Linked DNA regions of Oryctolagus cuniculus: region 2 is linked to region 1. The links are chromatin contacts, called in public Micro-C maps. All regions are on one chromosome and are shown on one strand. The core of a region is the stretch at or near the end of the contact, and the rest is flanking DNA. Distances in the headings are between cores, read along the strand shown. Region 1 holds the start of DHRS3 (dehydrogenase/reductase 3). Region 2 overlaps VPS13D (vacuolar protein sorting 13 homolog D).

The links. A called contact is a pair of places that touch in the nucleus more often than the background predicts.
Region 2: a Micro-C map of ear pinna shows a contact between it and region 1, with 11 times the contacts expected there. The contact joins the enhancer-like site here to the promoter of DHRS3 in region 1. A contact is called at or near these places in 3 of 6 Hi-C or Micro-C datasets (ear pinna, psoas muscle and an unstated tissue).

Annotation. Positions count from the first base shown.
Region 1 is chr7:155,945,686-155,953,284 of mOryCun1.1, reverse strand. DHRS3 (dehydrogenase/reductase 3) reads right to left here and starts at 2,290. Exons shown (of 6, transcript XM_070079261.1): 1 at 767-2,290. The coding sequence starts at 961. LOC138850734 (a long non-coding RNA gene) reads left to right here. Exons shown (of 2, transcript XR_011390889.1): 2 at 283-1,188.
Region 2 is chr7:156,210,198-156,217,967 of mOryCun1.1, reverse strand. VPS13D (vacuolar protein sorting 13 homolog D) reads left to right here. Exons shown (of 69, transcript XM_008275375.4): 30 at 66-278; 31 at 4,531-4,793; 32 at 6,324-6,457. Among named protein-coding and RNA genes, the nearest start is that of VPS13D, 86 kb to the left of the region's middle. Within about 2 kb of position 1,592, at least 1 of the 8 cell types and tissues checked has an H3K27ac peak or open chromatin away from gene starts, as enhancers often do.

The sequences.
Region 1 (7,599 bases), core at 1,041-3,540:
GTGAGTCAGCCGGCCCGAGCTGGGTGACAGCAGGCTGGCCCATCCCACTGTCCCGCACCAGGTCTCCCAAAGCTGGAGCCGGAGGTGCGGGGACCAGGGAAATGGAGAGGCAGGGCCACCTCCCCACAGGAGGGGGAGGGACCCCCTGCTGGGGCTGCCCAGGGGAGGGGACAGGCTTGGAGGTGAGAAGCAGAGCCCGCTGCTCCCGATCCTGGACACCTGGGCCTTCTAAGGGCCCGCCGGCCAGGCTAGACCTGCCAACAGGACTCTTCCCTCTCCCAGGCAGGCGCAGGAGTGCCCACCCTCGTGGGTCTTCGGTGCTGCAGCCGCCCAGGTTGGAGCTGGCGATCGGGTTGCCAAGGAAAATACCCAGCCCCAGCTAGCAGGCGGCTCCCAGCTCCACCAAGGCGCGCACACGCCCTACCCTCACCAGGGTGGCTGGGTGGGGGCTGCAACACCTTCCCCAAGGAGAGCGAGGGGTGCGTCCCCTAAGCTTGAGGATGGGGGTGGACAGCCCCCAACGAGCGGCTCAGCTCCGGACTTGCCAGAAAAAAAAAAAAAAAAAGACAGCCCGGCGCCCGGGGAGTGTCCAAGGTGAGCCGCGCCAGCTCGGAGCTCGCGGGGGGCGCAGGGGAGCGCGGGGGCCGGCGCCTCTCGGCTTCCAGGCGCGGATCCCGCCGCGGCAGCAGGTGGCCGCCCCCCGAGCCCGAGCCCCGAGGGTCCCCTCTCGCTCAGCCCCCACCCCCCCTCCCGGGGGGCCGCCTACCTTCTTGGCGCCGCGCTCCGCGAACTCGCGAGCGAGCTGGCGCCCGATGCCTCTGCCACCGCCGGTGATGAGCACGCTCTCCCGAGACAAGTCCCGCAGCCTGGCGGGCAGCAGCAGCCCCACGGCCGCCTTCGCCACCAGGTAGACCATCTGCAGAGGGAACACGACCAGCGCGCCCAGCCATCTCCACACCATCCTGCGCGCCACGGCGCCGGGCGGGGAGCGAAACTCCCCGGCCCAAGCAGAACAGGAATTAAAAAAAAAAAAAAAAAAAAAAGTGCGCCAACAGCAATCAATAAACCGAGTAAAGACGAGCGAGGCGTCCCACCTGGGCGCTCTGGCGATCACCTCTTCCCAGCCAAATGCGAAGCACCGGGCGCGCGCGCGAGAAAATAAAAATAAAATTAAAAAAAAAAAAAAAACAGCGAAAAAGCAGAACAAGTCCTCGGGAGCAGAAGCAGCGTCTCGAGGCTGGGGCGGCGAGCGGGGCGGAGGGGAGCCGGCGGGGGCGGGGGGTACAAAGTTCGAACCAGAAGTTTCTGGCCCGGCAGCCGCCTCGGCGGGGCGCTCTCAGGTGGTGTTCACAGCTGCCAGACTTTAGGCAGGGGCAGGGGAAAAAAAAAAAGGCACCAACCACACGCGCGCACCCGGCTCCAGCCCGGCGGTTTCAAAGTGCAAGATTAAAAAAAAAAAAAAAAAAAAAAAAAGCTGTTTCCCCACTTGCGGCGCGTCTGCCCCTTCCCCAGGAAAAACAAAAGTGCAGGGGTGGGAGGGGGCGTGCGAGCGGCGCCGGGCTCCAGCCCGCGCGCGTCTCCCGGCCCGGGGCTATTCTGCGGCTCAGGAAACCGCTCAAACGCAGCCCGAGTGCCAACCGCGCGCAGCAGGAGCCAGGGGTCCCGGTGTCAGTTTCTCCTGGCTCAGGGCTCGCCCTCGCGCGCGCTCGCTCCCCGCGGCTGCCTCCCTCGCTCTCCCCCAGCGCAGGCTGGGAGTTGCCGCCCGATCCGGCTGCCTCGCTCTCCCCGGGAGCATTGACTGCCTTCTTTTTGTCCTTTCCAACTTGGAGAGGGCCGGGGTGCGGAGCGCGCGGGGATCGGGCGCCCTGCTCTACGCCTCCTTAGCCATTCGCTCCCCAGGCAGCCGCGGCGCGGAGCGAGAGGGCGGCCCCTTCACCCCCCCCCCCCCATTTTTTTAATACCCCATTAAGTCTGATTGACAGTTAAAGTTGTTCGCAGGCCTCACTACCGTTCCTCTGAGTGGCTGCCGCGGCCTCCCCTCCCCCTGCGCCGTCGCGGGGCGCGCGCCTGGGCGCGCACACGGGCTCGCCGCGACTCGCGCTCGCCCGGGACCGGCTCCCCTCTCTGCAAGCCGGGACTTGCCGCTCGTGGCCCCGAGGGCTTGCAGCTGGCACTCGAACACGCTGGAACCGACTCCGGCGAGCCGGCTCCCTGCCCGAGACATTCCTGCCTGCCCGGGCCAGGTGACCACCCCTGCGTGCGGGGCAGGCCTCGACGCAGCCGGGTCGCCCAGGGTTTATTGGGAGGCGTTTGGTCATCCCCTGCCTGAAGGTGGGAGCAGGAAGCCACGCCCCCGCCTCGGCCCCGCCCCGCCCCGCCGAAGCCCGGAAGGCTTCTGTCTCCCACGAAGGGGTGCCTTCTCGGTCCGATCCGAGCGCCCCTCCCGTAGTCGGGGGCCGGGGACGGTGGCGGGGCCCCGCCGGGCCGCTGAGTTTTGCTCTGGGAGTGGGCAGGGTAAGGCACTTGGGCCCTAACCTGCCAGTCAAATCCCTGTAAGATTCGCTCCTGAGCTGGGGTTGCCTTGACTGACAGCATTTTCCCTAATAACAAAAGCCGGTAAACAAGACGTCCTGCACCTGTGCCCGCCCGGGTCTGCAGGCGGCAGCTCCTGGGGCGGGGGGTGCTTCTCAGGACACCTTGGTGGGGGCACCCTCCCTGTAACCTCCTGCCCTGGCCCCCGCCCCCAGCTGGGCTCCCTGCTGGAGAGTGGAGCTGAGCTGGTGCGCAGGAGTCTGGGAGGTGAGTCAGAGGAGGCAGCCCCAGCTAAAGGTGCTGATGGATCTTGCCTGCGAGTCCTGGGCCCCACCTGCACAGGTTCTGCACGAGGAGGGCTGGGCTCCCGGGGCCTGTTTTTAGTGCCCCCCCCCCGGTTTGAAAGTCACTTGCAGAGGTGCTGCTGTGCCCCCCAACCCCGAGGCCGGTTGACCTCCTCACCCTGTGGTTCTTGGAAGGGGGGATTCTACAAGGTGATGAATTCATCTTCCATCCAGGTGAATCGGGAGCCTCCCGCAGAGCCGGGAGACGAGGGGGTTCCAGCGGAAGAGCCGTCCCCCGTCCAGGGCCTGCGTCTGACATTGAATCCTTGGCTGCCCTAGCCAGGAGGGTGTGCTTGTCCCATTTTCCAGGTTACCGGCCAGGAAGTGCAGGGGGGAGGGATGGAAATCCAGACGTGATGGTCCCACCTCACCCTGCTCTGGCCAACAGGGCGGGGGAGAGAGAGAGAGAGTGGCCCACCCTCTAAAAGTGTCCCTGGGGAGCGGGCCGTGGCTTTCGTCTGCTCCCAGGGCATGGCCGATGGCAGAACTCCATCGTGGTGACTACCTCTTCCCATCCTGGAGGTCTGGAAAAATGAGAAAGAAATCCCAGGCCGGAGAGACAGGCCTTTCCCACCCTGCAGTGGCTGGGGTCCGCCCTGCCTATGAGGACGGGGACTGGACAAGTCCCGAGACGCAAGCGCTGGGCACGCTCAGTGAGGGCTCATCTGTTATCCTAGAGGCCCCCTAGTGGCTGCTGTGGGACACTGCGCCTCGGAGCCGTCCCAGACTCCGGCCTCCTGTGTAGGGGTGCCTGGCCAGGTCGACACCCGCCGCGTGAAAGGGCTTAGAAAGATCATAGCTTCCTCCCCACGCTGGTTTGTGCTGGAAAAAACAGCACAGAGGCTTCAAGCAGCTCAGAGAAGCCTGCTCGGAGGCCAGACCAGCCCGATGGTCGCTAAGTCCTGCTCGATGTCCCCAGGGTGTGTTTGGGTTGCCGGCTGCCGTGGGTGGGATGGAGACCGTTCCTACATGTTGCAACTTCATTCCTGCCATGTGTGTGCATTTGGTCCGGGAGGAGCCAGCTCGGCTGAGCTGCAGGGCGGCAGGCGATGCTCCCCTCGGGTTGGGCCGCAGTGAGAGGTAAAGGGGGGTGCGAGTTGGACAATCCCAGGGGAGCTGGCCGTTGTAGGGGCCGGCCTAGGGCAGAGGGTGGCCTTATCTACGTGGCCCACCTTCAGGATGTGGGTTTGTGGGGCTGATCCTGGGATGGGTCCCAGGCTTCTCCCAGCAGCCGGGAGAGGAGCTGTCCCCTCCCTCTCACTTTCCTCCCAAGTCCCTGGGAAGTTGGGGGTGAGGAGGCAGCAGGCCACGTGCACAGCTCAGCCGTGCCCCCTGCAGGGCCTGTCGCCTGGCCTCCCGGTGCCCCAGTCCCTTGTCCTGTGCCTTGGTTCTGCTCCCTCCGTTTCCATGGGGGTAGGAGGTGCAGAATTTAACTTCAGGGCAAAGTTTGAAATTTCACATCCCAGGCCTGGGCAGAGGGCCTCCCCGCAAACCCCCCACCGCTGCCTTTTTTTTTTTTCCCAATCCCCTCCGAAAATCCTGAAAGGAGCCTTTGTGGGGGGGAAGAGGTGAGGTGAGCTGCAGCCCAGGAGCTCACTTTTTCCATGACTCAGCTCTCCCGGCGCCATGCGGCAGGAAGGTGCCAGCACCCGGCAGGGCCGGCGGGAGCCTGGTGGCCCGGATGCTTCCAGCCCTTTATGAATGCATGGGGCTCTTAAGAGCCAGCCTGCTCTAGGGTTAGGGGTAGGCAGCCCAGAGAGCTGGTCACGTGACCCCCAGAGAAACTGGCTGGTGCCTTGTGAGCCACTGGGCTGTAGCTGCTGTCCCCCCCCCCCCCCCGGGGATAACTCCTCTTATCATTTGAAAAGTAGAGAGACAACCCCAGAGAGATCTTCCCTCTGCTGGTTTATGCAAATCTAATGCCTGCAACAGCCAGGAACTGGGCCAGCTGAGGCCTGGAGCCAGGAGCTCCACGGGGGTCTCCCACGTGGGGGACTGGCACCCTTGCAAGCACTTAACCTTCACTGCTTCCCCTCCAGCGTGTGCCTTAGCAGGAAGCTGGTTTGGAAGCGGAGCTGGGACGTGAACCAGGCACTCAGGGGATGCAGATGTCCCAAATGGTGTCTTAACCACTGCTCCAGATGACTCATTGTTCATGCCCCCCACCCCGCGCACACATGTGCACGCGCGCGTTCCGTGTGCACTGTCACTGCCGCTGAGGCCGGGGCCCAGGTGCCAAGAATGAAAGGAAACCAGCCCCGAGCCTTGTCTTCCAGTCGGGGGCGCTTAGAGAACGTGAGAAAGCCCCTCACCCGAGGACTGGCAGCCACCAGGTGGATTGGAACGCACGCCCAGGGCTCAAGCTCTGCCAGCGTCACTGATGTTTTTCCAACAGACCAGCGGGACAGGATAACCCAAAATGCAGAGCCCTGGGCCACCACCCTGGGCTTCCAGGATCAGCACCCTCAGCTGGGGGCCCCAGAATCTGCATGCAGGTCGCGGGCTGCCTGGTGGGGAGGGGGCTCAGGCTCCAGCACAGCCTCTCTGTGGCCCTGCATGAAGACTCCCCACCTCTCCCCCCACATTCAAGCTCTTCCCTCCTTTCATTTTACTCTTTAAAGATTTGTTTATTTGGCCGGCGCCGCGGCTCACTAGGCTAATCCTCCGCCTTGCGGCACCGGCACACCAGGTTCTAGTCCCGGTCGGGGCGCTGGAGTCTGTCCCGGTTGCCCTCTTCCAGGCCAGCTCTCTGCTGTGGCCCGGGAGTACAGTGGAGGATGGCCCAAGTGTTTGGGCCCTGCACCCCATGGGAGACCAGGAGAAGCACCTGGCTCCTGCCTTCGGATCAGCGCGGTGCGCCGGCCGCGGCGGCCGTTGGAGGGTGAACCAACAGCAAAGGAAGACCTTTCTCTCTGTCTCTCTCTCTCACTGTCCACTCTGCCTGTCAAAAAAAAAAAAAAAAAAAAATTAAAGATTTGTTTATTTGAGAGGCCGATGGACAGAGAGATTTTTCCATCAGCTACTTCATTCCCCCAAGTAGCCACAACAGCCAGGGCTGGGCCAGGCCAAAACAGGGAGCCAGAAACTCCATCCGGGTCTCCCACGTGGGTGGCAGGGTCCCACACTCTTGGGCTGCCCTCCACTGCCTTCCCAGGTGCGTCAACAGGAAGCTGTCCCAGAAGCTGAGCACCCAGGCTCCGACCAGCACTCCGGTATGGGATGGTGGCGTCCCAAGCAGCGACTTAGCCCGCTGTGCCCCAAGGCCAACTTCCCCTTCTTCCTCTTGTACTCACGGCCATTGTCATGGCACCCAGCCCTCACTCATTGTTGTTTTCATTCCAACAGGGGAGAGAGACAAGCTGGAGGAGCAGGGTGCGTGTCCAGTCAGTGGGCCAGTCAGCTGCCTTCATCCCCAGCAGGGCCAGGGGCACCCATGAGCGAAGGCAGGTGGCTCGGAAAGGACCTACGCTGTGAGGATCTGGCTTTGGAGTCGGGAGCCCTGGCCCACATTCCAGTCCTGCCGCTTCCTGCTGGGCTCTCTTTCCCTCTCTGGTCTTCACTTCCTGCTTCGTACAGTGGAACTGGGGATGAAGACAGGGTCTAATCCCCTGCAGAGCCCCCCCCCCCCCCGCCAGCTTGGCTGTTCCTGGTGGTTTGGTCCCTGCCTGCCAGGAGCCGGCTCAGTCATGAGGGTTTGTGTTTCGTGGGGTGAAGATGGGTTCCCGGGCATCCCAGGGCAGAGCTGGCTCCCCATAGCGGAGGCTGGGGTCCACCCACTTCCCAGGTGCCTCCTGCTCCAGACCCTTCTCTTGGGCCGAGTGTAGCCTGTTCGTCCTGCAGGGTTCACTGTAGCTCCGCCTCCCGGGAAGCCTCCCAGCTGTGTCGCCTGTCCCCAAACCCCTGTCCTCCGCGTCTGGCCCAGGGGCCCGTATCTGCCCCCTCACAGCACGAGCCCACCGCCCAATATCTGCTGCTTTCTTGCCCACAGCTCACACTGGGCTGGGTGCCTCTGCCATCGCTCCGTGCCCCGCGTCACCACCTGGAATTTGTCACTTTATCTTTAGCGCGTGTTTGGAAAGTGACTAATCTGCTGTTCCCCTAAGAGGAAAGCGAATTAGGGACACTGGCTCAGGGTGGAGGTAGGGAAATACCACTCACAGCCTTGTGTATGCCACGCACGTGGGGGAGTGACCGGTGCAGGTGCCCTGTTCCAGATGCCAGGGAGACAGCAGGGGGCAGGGTGGGCACCTTCTGCTGCTTGGTAGAAATGTGATACAAATGCTCTCTGGGCCAGGAGAGAGAGCAGCGCCCGGAGAACAGGGGCAGGTGGCGACTCCGTGACGAGGCCGGGAGAGGAGACAGGGAGACGTGGGTTGTGTTTAGGGAAGGCTCACAACACGGGCAGAGACTTGATGGGGGGACCCCGAGGCCATCTGGCAAAGAGTGGGTTGTAGAGGCACAGGAAGTGCCGAGGCTTTGTTCCCCAAATGGTCACAACAGCCGGAGCTGGGCCAATCCGAAGCCAGGAGCTTCTTCTGGGTCTCCCATGCGGGTGCAGGGGCCCAAGCACTTGGGTCATCTCCTACTGCTTTCCCAGGCCACAGCAGAGAGCTGGATTGGAAGAGGAGCAGCTGGGACTGGAACCGGTGCCCATAGGGGATGCCAGCACTGCAGGCTGAAGTTTAGTCCACTACGCCACAGCAGGATTTTAATTCCAGTGATG
Region 2 (7,770 bases), core at 343-2,842, 270 kb before region 1:
GCTTTCATGATTTTATGAAGTGGAAGAGTTATGTTTAACATCTTGATTTATTCTCTCCTTCTTAGATTTGACTTCAAGAAATGCAAACTGCTCTATGAGAGTTTTTCCAACCAAACTAAGTCTATCAACTTGGTTTCCCATTCCATGATGGCTTTTGATACCCGCTATGCTGGGCAAAAGACCAGCCCTGGCACAACAAATGTTTTCAACTGCATCTTTCAGCCTTCCAAGAACAGCAGCACTGCGCAAGGATCCATTCAGATTGAGCTGCACTTCAGGTAGTAGGGCCAGAACCTGACTTTGCCTTTCTTTATGGAGACATTTCCTTTTGTGGCCAGTGGGCCAAAGTGTATGTTGGCTTTAGAACATCAAAGGACCACAAAGTCACTAAAAAGTTAAATAGATACTGGCTCATTAGTGCAGTCTACTCTTATTAACATCTAATTCCTATAACTTTGCAGTTTCATTTATTGACCAAAAGGTGTCTCTGTTGCCTTTAAAACTAAAGGTTAGAATTGAACCAGATTCTTAAAGTCTACCTCACTATATAAGCTGTAGCCTATTCTAATTTGTAAAGTGATTTGGAAAAGGAAGACGTTATGTCTTTCAAGGTTCTTTATATATTTTAAACATGTTAAATGAGACAAGTAGCTGGTGGTTTAACAAGCAATATCAGTAAATATCAAGCAAACCCAAAAAGCAGTTATTTCCTCAGATGAACCAGATGTATGCAAGCCTCCTGTTCAAATAAAGATTTTGAAACAAGAGAACTTCAGAACACAACCACCTTGTCCTCTGACTGTAGTCAGCCTAGTGATCAGGAAAGCAGTGCTGCAGACTGTTACAAAGGACATGGGCTTTGACGTCAGAGAAAGATTTTTGGTCTACGCAAATAATGGGAAAGTGGTTTTGATTTGAATTACATCTGTTTTTCTACTCAAGTCTCATTGACTCACTTCTCTACGTACAAAGAATTTTTACCTTTTTGAAGTAGATTGTTTTTCCTTACGTGTGTTATGAGAAGAGCATTGTGCATGGAAAGAGTGAGTGTTTTGGAATCAGACAAACATGACCTCAACACCTTGAGTTTCCCACTGAGCTGAGTCTCAGGACAAATCGGTTAGCCTTTGAGCCTTAATTTCCTCTTCTATAAAATGATACCTACCTCCAGCATGGCTGTCATAGTTTACATATTTCTGGCGTGTTGCTTGGCAAAGATGGTAGCTATTACTATTACTGCTCATGCAGCTTTGCTCCAGTGAGATTTTATGACCAAATGAGCATGGACCTGAAACCTGAAAAATTAGTTCTGAGCTAAAGAAATCCTTCAAGGAAAATCCCAAAAGGACAACTCTGGAACTAATGTCAGTTCCATTCTTTTTAGTTCTTAATGTCGTGAGATATGTTATAAATATAAACCACTAAGTAAAAAAGGCTGGAAAAAACTTCATGGTTAGTCAAAAATAAGGATAAAATAATCAGGAGGATTATTGTGTATTTATATGTCTCTGAGTACCTGACATTTCAGCGTGCTGTTTAGTGTTCCTCAGGGTTTAGGATTTTTTTTAGGGGGTTGGGGAGGGGCTGATGAGGTCCTGGTCTCCCAGTATGCCTTTAGGAAGTCTAGGAAGGGAGACTTTTAGACTTTCGTGTGAACTTTTAACAGATTCAGTAGTAGGAATGCTAGTTGCCTCCTTTTGGGCTCTACCGTGAGTTGGGTGCTTTATCTACTTGTCATTTTAATCCTCATAAGTCTGCAAGGAGGGTGACTTCATCTTGACTTAATAGAGGCAGAGGTAGAAGCTTGGAGAGGGTTAAGTCAACTCTGGAAGGTCACGCAACTAGAAAGACCAGTAATCTGGATTTAGACCTTGGTCTCTGACGTCAAAGCCCATGTCCTTTGTAACAGTCTGCAGGCCACTGCTTTCCTGATCACTAGGCTGATTACAGTCAGAGGACAAGGTGGTTGTGTTCTGAAGTTCTCTTGTTTCAAAATCTTTATTTGAACAGGAGGCTTGCATACATCTGGCTCATCTGAGGAAATAACTGCTTTTTGGGTTTGCTTGATATTTACTGATATTGCTTGTTAAACCACCAGCTACTTGTCTCATTTAACATGTTTAAAATATATAAAGAGCCTTGAAATATATTTCTGTTTATGTTCCAAAGGTTTATAATTTCTTGGAGTCAAATAATAAAGTCTTACCTTGGCTCTCGCTAACAGAAATGCCATTGTTAGTGAGAGGAGTAAACTGTTCATGCTCTTGATTGGAACTTCTGAACACTTTCCGTGTCTCAAGAAGAATTACTCTTCTGTTGGGATTTTGCATGTCAAATATAAATCACTTCACAGTGTTTAAAGGCTTGACATATTTTCCAGAAAAGGGATCTGACACACTCTGACTTTCCAGTTAGTGCAGAGCTCTGACAATCTGTGTTCAAAATGGGGTGGAAAAATTTTACTGAGGGCAACATTTTTTCTGCATTACAAAAGGATAGAGTGTTTCTGTGAAAAATGCTACGTCTGTGAGAAGGAGACATGCAGCATGCTGCCCTTTTGCTGGAGGCAGTGAGCCAGGTTTGGGAGAAGTGGGGGACTTCGAGAAACCAGCCAAGCAGTACTTTCACATCAGCCTTCCCCGAATCAGAGCTCTTTCTAGGGCGTGGAGCCGTGTACATGTGGTACCTGGCCCCAGAGTGCATCCTCTGGGCCTGCAGAACCAAGTTTAACACAGAAGATGCTCTAGGAGTATTGCTAGCCCGTGCTTCTTCTGTCCTACACCTCTGCTCACTAGAGAGACTTGGAAAACACTTGGCTACTCCATGGATTCAGGCCAGGCCTGGAGTCTTTTTTTACCTCAGATAAGAAGTTTGGGGTAATGAGGTCTACAAAACTCCACCTCAGTTCTACATCTAGGCTGCTTGAGGGATAGATTCATGGTAAAGGCCACCTTCTTTGTCCTTTTCAGACAAAAAGATCTAAGCTCTTCCATTAGTTTCTGTTGGAGAAACCTTCTAGAATTAGTTTATAAACTTAGTGTTTATAAAGAAGTAATTTATCAAACACCTGCTCTGTGCTTGGAGCATTCTCTCTTAGGATTTTTTTTTAAGATTTTATTTTATTTATTTGACAGAGAAAAGGAGAGACAGAGAGAAAGGTCTGCCATCTGCTGGTTCACTCCCCAAATGGTCACAATAGCTGGAGCTTGGCCTGTCTGAAGCCAGGAGCCAGGAGCATCTTCTGGGTCTCCCATGTGGGTTCAAGTGCCCAAGAACTCAGGCCATCTTGTACTGCTTTCCCAGGCCATAGCAGAGAACTGGATCAGAAGAGGAGAAGCCCGGGCTAGAACTGGTGCCCATATGGGATGCTGGCACTGCAGGTGTGGTCTTTAGCCCACTAAGCCGCAGTGCCAGCCCCCTCTCTTAGGATATTAATATTCTTCATCTTGTAAGTGAGGAAGCAGGGGCCAGCATTATGGTGTAGTGGGTAAAGCTGCCATCTGCAGTGTTGGCATCCCATATGGGCACTGGTTCTAGTCCTGGTTGCTCCATTTCCCATCCAGCTCTCTGCTGTGGCCTGGGAAGGCAGTGGAAGATGGCCCAGGTGTTTGGGCCCCTGCACCCGCATGGGAGACACGGAAAAAACTCCTGGCTCCTGGCTTTGGGCCAGCTCAGCTTCAGCCATTGCAGCCATTTGGGGAGTGAGCCACAGTTGGAAGATCTCTCTCTCTCTCTCTCTCTCTCTCTCTCTGCCTCTGCCTCTGCTTCTCCCTCTCTCTGTCTTGTAACTCTGTGTTTCAAGTAGTTAAATAAATCTTGAAAATAAGTGAGGAAGCAGACTAAGAGGATATAGGTGACTTAACCAAGGTAACACAACCTGTAAGTGGCTGTATTTAAGTCTGGGCCTCTGACTCTACAGTCTGTTCACTTTCTACTACACCAGAATCTCTCAGCTTCAACACTATAGGCAAGTATCCCTTATGCACTTCAAATTGGAGATTTTTTTCAGAGTTTGGGATATTTGCATAGACTTTACTGATGACGCATCCGTAATCCAAAAACTGCAAAATCTGAAACTGTTTGGGTGTCGGATGGTGTGGATTTTAGACTTCAGATTAGGGATGCTCAGCCCGCCACTGTCGTGGGGCTGTGCCGTTTATGGTGGGATGGTTAGCCTCTGTTTACGGTGGGATGGCCTCTGCTAACTGCCAGCAGCAGCCCCCTCCATGTGATAATTAAAATGTCTCCAGATATTGCCTAGTGACTCCAGGAGAGCAGAATCACCCTGGCTGAGAACCGCTGAGCTCTCTGGATTGTTTTCTCATAGCAATTCCCTCTTGATTAGAAAAATATGATTACCCTTTGGGAAGCATATACTGAATATATTATTAAACCAGTGTGGAGAGTTTATTGGTAGTTGAAGCTGTCAGTTTAGAAAATACTGGATACCATCTGCCAAAAATGAGTAATACATTTGTAGATCATGAAAACATCATGTTTCTTTGTCCTGTTTTATCTTCTTTTTTGTAGATCTACCAAGGATTCCTCCTGTTTTACAGTAGTTCTCAACAATCTTCGTGTGTTCCTCATATTTGATTGGCTCCTGTTAGTCCATGATTTTCTCCACACTCCCAGTGATATTAAGAAACAGAATGTTACTCCTTCTCGCCACCGGCATTGTAGCAATGAATCTGCTGTAGTTCCCAAAACTGTGAAGAGTGGAGTAGTTACCAAGCGGTCATCCCTTCCTGTGTCCAGTGAAAGGCACCTGGAGGTCAAGGTTAATGTAACAGGTGAATATATGTAGGTACAATTCACTGGTTCTAAGTTTTGGTGTTAGGTTCAGGATCAGTCTTCCTGGAAGATTTCTCTATTACTTTTTATCTTTTCACATGAGCACGTATACATTTAGATCTTTCACAGGCCAAAAGAACTCAGGGTTTTGGCCTTGATTTTTAGGTGGAAGCTGCCTTGTCCCTCTCCTCTACCTGCCTCGTCCACATGCTTGGTTGAGCCCCTGCCTGGACACAGGTCTTTATTCCCAATGTGAAGTCTGGCATTGATTTTCTGATTGATCTTTAGGGCCCTGACAGATGGGTCTTAACTGAATCTAAGCAGATGTGGTATGTGCAAATCTCAGTTTTGAAGGTGAATCAGTGAGGAGATTGTTATTTTCTTTAGCAAGGGAATATTTCTCTTTACAGATGGACATACTATTGTTTTTGTTAACTAGTGAGCTCCTATAGTACAACTACATGTGTCTCTTTATTTATTGCTGTGTTTTCCCCTATGCATTTCTCAGTGGTTTTGATGAGACTTATTAGCACAGTATGTTTTATTTCACTTTTTTAAAAAGATTTATTTATTTATTTGAAAGAGTTGCACAGAGAGAGAAGGAGAGGTAGAGAGTTAGAGAGAGAGAGAGAGAGGTCTTCTATCCACTGGTTCATTCTCCAGATGGCTGCAACTGCTGGAGCTGCGCCGATCCGAAGCCAGGAGCCAGGAGCTTCTTCTGGGTCTCCCGTGTGGGTGCAGGGCCCAAGGACTTGGGCAATCTTCTGTGCATTTTAGACACAGTTAGAAATGCTTGCAGGCTGGCGCCCCGGCTCACTAGGCTAATCCTCCCGCCTGTGGCGCCGGCACACCGGGTTCTAGTCCTGGTCGGGGCGCCGGATTCTGTCCCGGTTGCCCCTCTTCCAGGCCAGCTCTCTGCTGTGGCCCAGGAGTGCAGTGGAGGATGGCCCAGGTGCTTGGGCCCTGCACCCCATGGGAGACCAGGAGAAGCACCTGGCTCCTGCCATCGGATCAGCGCGGTGCGCCAGCCGCAGCGGCCATTGCGGGGTGAACCAACAGAAAAAGGAAGACCTTTCTCTCTGTCTCTCTCTCTTTCACTGTCCACTCTGCCTGTCAAAATAAAATAAAAATAAAATAAAAATAAAATAAAGAAATGCTTGCTTTATAGATGATTTCTACTTTATGAAAGCATCGTGTACAGCAGAGTGAGCTTGCCGTGTGTGAGTACGTGCAGGAGCTGCCTGCTGGCTGCAGAATCTCGACTTGGACTGACGGACGTTCTCTGTAACAACTTGAGCAGCTGCACAGGTGCAGTCAGTGCCTTATGCTGCCTGACCAGCTGTGGTATCTGAGTCCACTTCCTGGGGCTTTGAACTACGGTCTTACTTGGAGAAAGGATGATTTCTTGGGCTTCTGAGTGTCTGTTAGGCCTTCTAGGAAGACTGGGTGCAATTTTTCTCTCCAGCTTAAAAATAGATGCTGCAGAGAGAAACCTAACTTTGGGTTGATTGGTGTTGTTTGCATTCCAGGCACAGAGTTTGTGGTCATTGAAGATGTGTCCTGCTTCGATACCAATGCCATCATTCTGAAAGGCACCACGGTGCTGACCTATAAGCCACGGTTTGTTGATCGCCCCTTTTCAGGAAGTTTGTTTGGCATCGAGGTAAGAGTTCTGTGAGTTGATCACAGCACCACGTGTTTGGCTCAAAGAAAAGCATCTGGACGAGAATTTTACCACACAGACTTTCTCGTGAGGGGAAGGAGTTCACGGGGTTGCAGGGCTGTTGCCTTTTTCTCCTGTCCATTTTCTTCTGAAATTATTTAATTGTTCTAATGTGTGAATTCAGTCCTCCAGTGTTAGTCTATAAACCTGTGGGGGAACTTTACCTCTTACACACTCTGTTCTCTTCTTGTCCCTGTGCCGCTTAGGCCCCGTGCTGGGGCTTCTGGTTCCACAGGACTAGTTCACGGCAGGTGTGCAGAGGTGAGGCAGTGGGCCCTCTCCCTGTATCCCGTTCCCCATGTTGAGGACCATCCTAGCTCTCTGGGTAATGGAAATCTGTTTCTAGAAGGTGTTAAGGATTTCATGTGTTGTCTAACATTTAGGACTGTCTGACCTGCAAAAGGGCAGCTCTAGAGAGTCATGTATATCCCAAGAGGGCATCTCCAATGGTGCTGCTCTGGGCTCGGCCTTTGTAGTTGGAAATTTCATCAACAATATTAAGCAAAGCCTGCTGTCTCTTTCTATGCCATAATTGTGGAGATAGAGGGAAAATGGGGCAGATTCTTGTTTGCATCAGATGTTCTTAATTGACTGATCTCCGCTGACTTTCCTCTTGTTATAATGTGAGAATATTTGGTCAGGGTTCCTTTCCCTTTACAATTGAACTTTTTATGCCCTCTTCTTTCCAGAGGTGATATTAGGGGTTGCATGAAGGAAACTTAATTTCACCATCAGCGGTATTTTTTTGAGGGGGGCACATGTCAAATATAACTGAATAAAACCTGTAGAGATTTCACATTTCACTTTTTAGAAAAACCACATTTATTTATTTATTTGAAAGGCAGAGTTAGAGAGGAGGGGAATGAAGAGGGAGAGAGATCTTCCATTCACTTCCATTTGGGTCTCCCACGTGGGCCCTCTGGCCCGAGAACTTGAGCTGCCATCCGCTGCCTTCCCAGGCACTCGTATAGGGGGCCGGCACCGCAGGCTGCAGCTGTGCCCACTGCCCTGCACTGCTGGCCTCCACAGTTCACTTCTTGGCCACTTGTTTCTCTCATACAAAGAGGGGAAGGATTTGCCAGTGTGATGTGAGTCGGTCATGAACTGGAGTTCAGCCTGCTTTCCAGACCACCACTGTACCACCTTCGCTTGGGAAATCTTTGTGACTGATGAATGGACTGTCAGGTACAACTGGGTTTTGTGTAGCAGAAGTCCTTGAAGGAAAATGAAACGTCTGCTCCGGAGTCTCAGCA